Regions from separate parts of the Zea mays genome. Here regions 1 and 2 are each linked to region 3. The links are chromatin contacts, called in public Hi-C maps. All regions are on one chromosome and are shown on one strand. The core of a region is the stretch at or near the end of the contact, and the rest is flanking DNA. Distances in the headings are between cores, read along the strand shown. Region 1 holds the start of LOC100384206. Region 2 has its middle 11 kb from the start of LOC103648937. Region 3 holds the start of LOC100193718.

What was found. Hi-C and Micro-C count contacts between places; a contact is called where the count stands out from the background.
Region 1: a Hi-C map of ear shows a contact between it and region 3, with 2.9 times the contacts expected there. The contact joins the promoter of LOC100384206 here to the promoter of LOC100193718 in region 3. A contact is called at or near these places in 3 of 25 Hi-C or Micro-C datasets (bundle sheath, ear and tassel).
Region 2: a contact with region 3 is called in a Hi-C map of tassel, with 3 times the contacts expected there. The contact joins the enhancer-like site here to the promoter of LOC100193718 in region 3. A contact is called at or near these places in 2 of 25 Hi-C or Micro-C datasets (ear and tassel).

The regions. Positions count from the first base shown.
Region 1 is chr2:137,216,736-137,219,435 of Zm-B73-REFERENCE-NAM-5.0, reverse strand. LOC100384206 reads right to left here and starts at 1,322. Exons shown (of 3, transcript NM_001357510.1): 1 at 1,037-1,322; 2 at 84-906. The coding sequence starts at 1,153.
Region 2 is chr2:137,006,131-137,009,115 of Zm-B73-REFERENCE-NAM-5.0, reverse strand. No RefSeq gene overlaps it. Among protein-coding and RNA genes, the nearest start is that of LOC103648937, 11 kb to the right of the region's middle. Within about 2 kb of position 1,390, at least 11 of the 20 cell types and tissues checked have an H3K27ac peak or open chromatin away from gene starts, as enhancers often do. A contact at or near this core is called in ear and tassel, where this site is marked.
Region 3 is chr2:137,794,932-137,797,687 of Zm-B73-REFERENCE-NAM-5.0, reverse strand. LOC100193718 reads right to left here and starts at 1,312. Exons shown (of 7, transcript NM_001309887.1): 1 at 1,131-1,312; 2 at 1-153. The coding sequence starts at 140.

The DNA of each region.
Region 1 (2,700 bases), core at 73-2,572, 580 kb after region 3:
CAGCTAGAAGAGAGAGACACGCATGCAAGGCAAAGCTGCAGTAGCCTGTGGCGTAGGCACACGTACATAATACGATGACTCACCATTTGCGAGGTCGAGCATGAAGTCGGCCGGGTTGACGTGGAATCCCGGCGCGAAGCCGACGGACGCGAAGTAGTCCATGGCGTCACGCCCGGCGCCGAAGTAGAGGCAGCTGCCCTCGGCGAGCAGCAGCACGGAGTCGAACATGCGGTAGACGCGGGAGGACGGCTGGTGCACGGACAGGACGACGGAGCGCCCCTTCCGCGCCAGCGCCGACAGCGTCGCCACGAGGCGCGCCGCGGCGGTGGAGTCCAGCCCCGACGTGGGCTCGTCGAGGACCAGCAGGCTCGGGTTCACCAGCAGCTCGTGCCCGATGCTGACGCGCTTGCGCTCGCCCCCGGACACGCCGCGCACGAAGGCGTTCCCGACGATGGTGTCGGCGCACGCGCCCAGGCCCAGCTCGCCGATCACGGCCTCGGCCGCCGCGGCCTTGGCGGCGGCGGGCGCCGACCGCGGCAGCCGCAGCATGGCGCAGAACGCCAGCGTCTCGCGCACCGTCAGGTGCGGGTGCAGCACGTCGTCCTGCGCCACGAACCCCGTGCGCCGCTGCACGGCGCGGCACGGGGGCCGCCCGCCCGCCAGCACCGTCCCGCCGTGGTGCCCCGCCAGGCGGCCCCCCAGTATGGACAGCAGCGTCGACTTGCCGCTCCCCGACGGGCCCAGCACCGCCAGCACCTCCCCGGGCCGCGCCTCGCCGGTGATCCCCTTCAGGATCGTCCGCTCCTCCGGCGCCGCGGCGCCGGAACCGGAGTGCGATATCCGCCCGCCCGGCGCCGCCTTCGAGGACCGCTCCGTCTGCTTCACACGGTACGACACGTCGATGAACTGCAGACAAACGACGACGACGACATGGATGAGGGATTCAGTTCAGTTCACTCCAATGGCGTGTCGAGTGGCCAAGTCGTCCTCTGGCTAGTCGATCCTAGCTAGGTCGCAGCGCAGGCATACGACGTACCTGGAGGTTGAGCGGCGTGCAGACGGCGGTTAAGAAGCAGTCCATCTTGGACGCCGCCGGGGCTGTCATGGCGAGCCCGCCGCTGCTCCCGTGCACGTCTTGGGCGTTAGGAGGCATCGCGCGTGGCAGCTAGCACCCGAACAAAGCAGGAGACCAACGGCTGCAGCAAGAACACAGCAGGATTGGGTGGTGTGGACGGGGACTGGGGATCGAGGTGGCGCCGAATCGGGAGCGCTGCTGCTGGCATGCGCTGCTGTTGCCTGGCGATAGAGGGAGTGTGAGGAGGAGACCGGGGCAGCTAGCAGAGTGATGAGGCGGAAGGCGAGAGGCGGGGCGCGGTATATATGGAGGCGGCCAGGCGCGCGGCGGGTGGTGGTGAGGTCCACCACCCACGTCACGGCGAGGGGGGCACGTGGCGGGAGGTCGGGAGGGCGCGGCGAGTGGAGCGGCGGGCCCACCCGCGGAGCACGGAACGGAACTGAGCGGCTCTTGGACACCGGTCATCCCAGTCCCAGTGCTGTGCAACGGCGGCAGACAACCGGGACACGTTTGCTATATTGCTACACCGGGATGGGGGTTTGCCTTTGCTGGGGAAGGAAGGCCACACCAAATTGTGGCGACTAGTGAGTGGTAGTAGTGGGGCGGCATGTGCACAACCTATAGCAGCAGCCGCTGGCTGTCTCGTGCTCGGATGCTGCTTCGTATCCAGTCCATCTCTTGTTTTCCGTGCAGTAATGCTAGAACCACCTTAGGCTATTATCAATCATTCAATCTAATATTTTATCACAATAAACTGTCATATCATATTGAATTACATAACTGTTCGAACCAAAAGTGAGCGAGCGGACGGTCCGGCCCTGAGGCCGGACGGTCCGCGGTCCGGACGGTCCGCGTCTGTGTGCCGGACGGTCCGCGCGTGCGCAGAACAGATTAGGGTTCCGAGTTTTGTGCTGCGGTTGTTAGCTATATTCGCGGGATTAGCTCGGAATCAGTTGTGTAAAGGGTCCAGCCCCCCCCCCCCTCTATAAATAGAGAGGTCTACGGCCGATTTGTGATCATCAACAATCGAATCAATACAACTTTTATTCGCATTTTATCCTAGGAGTAGTTCTAGTCTAGTTTAGGTTTAGCCACTCGATCCCCAAATTCTCCGCCTCTCCTCGACTCTACGTCGATTAGAGGAGTCTAGGTCGGCCTGCCCGAGCCTAGACAACCCCTAGGATCTCTCCTCCCCGACGGGGTCCCTCCCGGGAGCGAGATCCAGGCGCCGCCGGCGATCTTCCGCCGCCCCTGCGTACGCGCGGACCGTCCAGCCCTAGGGCGCGGACCGTCCGGCCGTCAGGCAGAGAAGCCCTAGCCGCGCACCAGGCCGCGGACCGTCCGGCCCCAGGCCGCGGACAGTCCGCCCCTGCGCAGAGAGTACACCGCGCCTCGCACCAGGCCGCGGACCGTCCGGCCCCACGCGCGGACCGTCCGCCCCTGTGCAGAGAGCACCGCCGCCGGTTCTTCTTGAGTATTTGGCACTCCGAAAAGGCGTCAACATACTTTTTGGCGACTCCGCTGGGGACGACATATCTAAGCTTATCAAATCGGCCCTCAATGGCCGGTTCAAGGGATAGCTCTGATATTTCTCCAAGCAACATCATAGAGCCGACTTGGGAAAC
Region 2 (2,985 bases), core at 141-2,640, 790 kb after region 3:
ATACGGCTGCTCTACTTGTCCCTCTTCGCAGGACTGTTCTGACGTTGAGGTAAATGATCTACTATCTAAGTTAAAGGTTTTGAAGTTAAGTTTGTCTGAAATACCAATGTCTTTTATGGAGATTTTTTGAGTATGTTCGGCAAATGGATCTGTATCCAAATATTTCAATCGCTTATTGGATATTATTTAATGTGCTTGTGACTGTGGCATCGACTTAGAGAAGCTTTTTAAAGTTGAAATTGTTAAAGAACTATTAAGGTCGACAATGTCTCAAAATCGCCTCAACGGATTGGCTACTTTATACATTGAGAAAAATTATTAGACGAGGTTGATAGCAACACTATTATCAATGACTTCGCATCAAGAAACATTAAAAGAAATTTTTGGGATAAGATGTACAAAGATTTGAAGTTGTTTTGATATATTATAGATTTTTATCATTTAAAAATTTGCTTATGTACTTAGACGAAAGTATATATATTATAGACTTTTATCATTTAAATTTTTTTGAAGGCCCTAATTTTTTGTTTCGCCCCGGGTCCATAAAACCTCAGGACCGGCCCTGTATACAAGTTTATTTATTATTAACAACTTTTTTCTTATTTGAGATTGTTTTTTGTGTTGAATATATATAAGATATATAAGGTTTACAAATCACAAATATATATGTAGTTAAAACAATAACACCAATTATATATGTAGTCACTTGTGTCGAGTAGCCTAGGTAGTGTGTATGCGCACAAATAACTGCACAAGGGAACGTAAACATCAAGGTTCAAGGCTACGAGTTTCTATTTATCGATTTATTTATTAATATTTATATATACAATAAATATTTATATATATACATATGACACCCGGACCCGCAGTGATACGAAAACCATGTCACTACTACTTTTCCAGTGGCAGGAGTTGAAAGCAGGCAACAGAACTGTATTCGAATCACTCGGTAAAGTAGCTGTGTCGGTAGTGGTGGTACTTCAAGATGCAGAGACACATTATTAAGAGAACTGTGTTTATTATAATATATACTAGCAAAGAAAAACATTTTTTTAGGTAGATGTTAATCTTAAAAATCTTGTGACCTATAGAGAAAACGTTTATACACACATCGATCGGTACTAGTAATATATTATAAGATTTATAATAAGAAAGAAAAAACAGCTTACGTAGGTAGATCAGCACCTGCTGCTGCTGTTCGACGACAATATAATCTCAGCAGGGTAGCACATCATCAGGATATGCTGCTGCTGCTGCTGCTGCACGTTGATTTGGTAGTATGCTTTATTTTTGTCTGGCGGCTTTTGCAAGGGGTTGGGCCGACGGGTGTTCCAGCGTCGCAACACCTGGAAGGCCAGCTTTCTCCGTGTACCTCTGGGAGCCGCTCTACGTGCAAGGCTAGCTATTGTTGCGCTTGCTTTTGCACGCTATATGTCCATAGCTCCTCCACCCGCGCCAAGTCTCGGCCCTACATGCATGTTGCGGCATCACGTTTTTTTTTCGGAATGGATAGCAATCACAGAAAGGTGAAAAAGCACAGCACCAGCAGTTCACATGATCTGGTTCATCTTGTGACTATATATATATATATATATATATATATATATATATATATATATATATATATATATATATATATATATATATATATATATATATATATATATATATTCATCATTATCGATTCGAGTATAGACATAAAAAACAAGAGCTAGCAAAATCGAATACTGATTAATTTAAGACCGAGGAAGTATTACACTACCTTAGAGTAACTAGTCACAAATTCACAGTCAAGTCTTAATCCCTTATCACTATTATTGTTTGGGGCCTTCGTCTTCCGAAGGTCCTCAAAAATATGATTTAACAATGCTTCTGGAGTATAATACATGAACAGGTAACTTCGGACTCGGATCAGAACCACAGTGTGAAAAGCACAAAGAATACGAAGGTTGACGCAGCGCCGAAGCTACGCGCAAGGGAGCTTCGGCATAACAGCAGAAAAGGGAACCGACTTAAAAGGGAAAATGTCATTTAGACCTCGATGGATCACTATAGAGTCATTAGCAAATGTAAAGGGCATGGGTGTAATTTTACATGGGCTGCGTCTCGTGCTTATAAATAGATGAACAGTGCTCCCGTACTGTTCACGCTGACTCGACATTTACTTTTGCGTCACGCTCGTACCTTTACCTTCTTTCAAACCGAAGGTACATTTGTAATTTGATATCTTTTTTATTTTTCCATGATAATAAAATAGAAATGAGCTGATAATGTTACATAATTGTTCATGTTATCTCTTACATTTCATATGATTCTTCTTTTATTATCGTATGCTGCAATGATTAAGGTATGTCCTTCATGACCTTCGTCTGAAGATCATTATGTCCTAAGGGGAATAATGTCTCGAAGGACGAAGGACATTAACATTTAATATTTTTTGTCCTAAGGGAAATAATGTCTCGAAGGACGAAGGACATTAACATTTAACATTTTTTGTGTTGTCTTGTTCTTAACTCATAGCATTTGAGAACAAGTCTCCAACAACTATAAAAAACAAAGAGGTAATATAGAAATAGTAGGGATGAGCTTTGTTTTTTTTATCGCGGACAATTCTCCTAATCCAACAGTCGTAATAACGAAAATCATTGCCAGTTTTATTGGAAGTCCCAATATCACTATTAGATCCAGCAGTGATTTGTTGTGTCACATTGTTGGGTTACAGTAGTGCAAGTGTGCAACCGGCAGTGGTATCCATAACCATAAGACACTACTAGAGAATGGGCCTTTGGTCCAACAACTTTTATCCCGGTTGATTTGAATCCGGTGTCGATCGACACTAAGTTCAGTGTTGGTTTTAAATATGGAGATAAATATAAAAGATATTAGTATCGGTTGTTTTTACCGACCATTATTAATATGAGGTACATGTTAAAACCTTTCCTAACCGGCAGTGTTGTTTTTCCCAACCATTATTACAACCGGCAT
Region 3 (2,756 bases), core at 63-2,562:
TTGAAGCTCTCCAGCGATGAATCATGAGTAACATCAACGGCATGTGCTTCTCCACCTCTGTATATCAGATTACCACTGGGGCCAGAAGTGAACTCTCCGCCGTACTGGCAAATGGCTACCACAATAGCCCCATCCGCCATACTCCTCGAGTCACTGATTTAGTCGGTATAAAGGCACAACAGTTTAGAAAAGCAAAGAGAATTCATTTCTATGCAGCTTCACTATGCATTACACTGCCTCGAATAATATACACTCAGCAAGTAAAATCAGAAGAGCAGCATATGGAAGGCAAGCATGTAGGTTGAACTGCACATGATATTCCAGACAAATCTAGCAGATGGGAAACTAACAGACAAAGCACTCCCCAAAGAAAAAGATGGAACGGAATCCAAGAAGACCTTTATTATGTATGACAAATAGGTCTCCTGGTTCAGTCACACCACTCACGTAATAAAAAAGTTTGGAACTTTGGAGCTGTTAAGTCATCGTCGCACTCAACGTTCAATAGATACAGAAGGTGAACAATGGCTTTTCACAATTGACAACAAATTTATGAATTTGAGCAGTCAAACAGTGCGTGATAATCTAAGCAAGCCTGTGGAACTAACTTGATGAGTCAATTTGCCTACGTCTGCGTCTTGAACTCTTGATGAGCCAATTCGCCTATGTGTCAGGAAGAAAACATGGGGGCGCAGTGCCATTCACTATAAATCGCGGGTCTGCTATGACAACTAACACCAAAAGCAAGGCCGGTACTGAAAAAGGAAGGGGTCGAGTTTGGAAATTTTGTTCAATAATCCCCTACCATTTGCACAAATCACATTAGGAGTGGGTGCGAGACTAAGAAGAACAGGCGCCGCCACTAAATAATCAACGCCGGGGTGCGGGCATGGAATCTCCTAGGAGAGGCGCTGAATTCACTTAGACCCCCAAATTTTAAGGAAAATAAGCAACGCCGGCGCGGTGTGAAATCTGCCAAGCTGACGAAGAACCAAAACGAACTATCGAACTGAGCAGGGACCTGATGGCTTCGATTAAGAACGGAACCAAACCCTGACTTCGCACAGATTATTATTAAGGAACGCGTGCATCGAATCTTGGCAAGCAAGCAAGGGGTTTGGGAGACATACCAGCATAGGAGGAGGAAGAGCCACCAATCGCCGCCCCTGCCCCTACTGTAGCGTACGAGGAGAGGTGGCGGTCGCGGTCGACGCCGGCGGCGGAGGAGGAGGTCGAAGGGGACCGGTTTGTTAGGGCTGCGGGTGGGAGGGGTATTTTTGATATTTTCTGGATTAGATAGAGAAAACTTGGCTGGTTGTTTCTACAAGTTTGCCATCACGTTGCCGTGACCCTGCTTATTCTAAGCAATTTCCTAAGGTTGGACGGGAGGTTTTTCTATTTCCAACCCCCAACGAATCTTTTTACGCAAATGCTATAAGCCTTTACTGCAGTTTCAACGATAGTCCTATGTTAATATTTTTTTAAAAAAAATCCTATACGTTTCTTTAGAATCAACGTACACTTCTATAATCTCTTCTTTACTACTATAATAAAAGAGTTTATATAAAAAATAAGTTTAAATTATGTATAAGTGAGTGTTTAAATCTTAGTTGTTGACTCCACGTTTACTCACCTAATTAATAGAAAACATATATTTTATGCTTTATTAAAACAAAATTTATCCTATATCATATATATATATATAAACCGTAACAATGTATGAGTATATGACTAGTAATATTTGTAGAGAAGAGAAGGGAAGGATGATATTTTGACATGTCTTTATTGCTTATTAGTCCAATAAACTATTGTTCCATGGAAAGACAATAAATGTGACATATCCAAAAATCGATTCTTCGAGAAAACCTATAGGCCCCATTTGTTTTCATTTTGAGGAATTAAATCTTACTAATGCAATAGGCTATTTTTTTAGAATATGACATTCCACCACTTTCCAAAGTTATCATATAAGTCTATCTCAAATTCATGGGGTGAGAGATTGAAATTGATTCTATAGATTTACATACTATTTTTTCGATGTACAACTTATAGTACACTCCTATACCTGCGCCGTTATAAATAAATGTAGTATATAACTATCCCTCTCATATGATTTAGGATAATATACAGATATATTACATATATAAATATATAAACTTAATTAGTTTTGTCTAAATTATAATTATTAAAATGGAATTCAATTCCAACGAAACAAACGGGGCCATAGGGTTTTGTCATTTACTGTTTATTTGGGATTATAATTATTTTAAAATAAACTGGATTATATATTCTAGACAGATTATAGTCTGAAACAAACATGCACTGGAGAGACGAGTTTGGATCTAAATTGTTGGGATCCAAAACCATCAAATAAATAACTAGAGCCCAAGAAGTTGGAGATTGGACATATATGTGTTAGATAATTGTATCTGTCTCTATGTAATGGGTTTTGGTCTAGCTCATCTCTATATAATACTTATGTTCCAATTTATAATTTATTTGACTTTTTTACCTTGAGTTTGATCGACTCGTCTTGTTCAAAAAAATATAATTATTGCTAATTTTGACTGTGATATCGTCTAGCATATATTATATTTGAAATATGGCTTTAAATTTTTCATTTTTCACAAAAAATTAATAAAATGAGCTAGTCAAACTTGACATAAAAAGTTAAACGAATTATAAATCAGGACAGAGGGAGTAAATGTTTGGCTCTAATTGGCCATTCAGCATGTCCACATTGCTTCAAATGTATT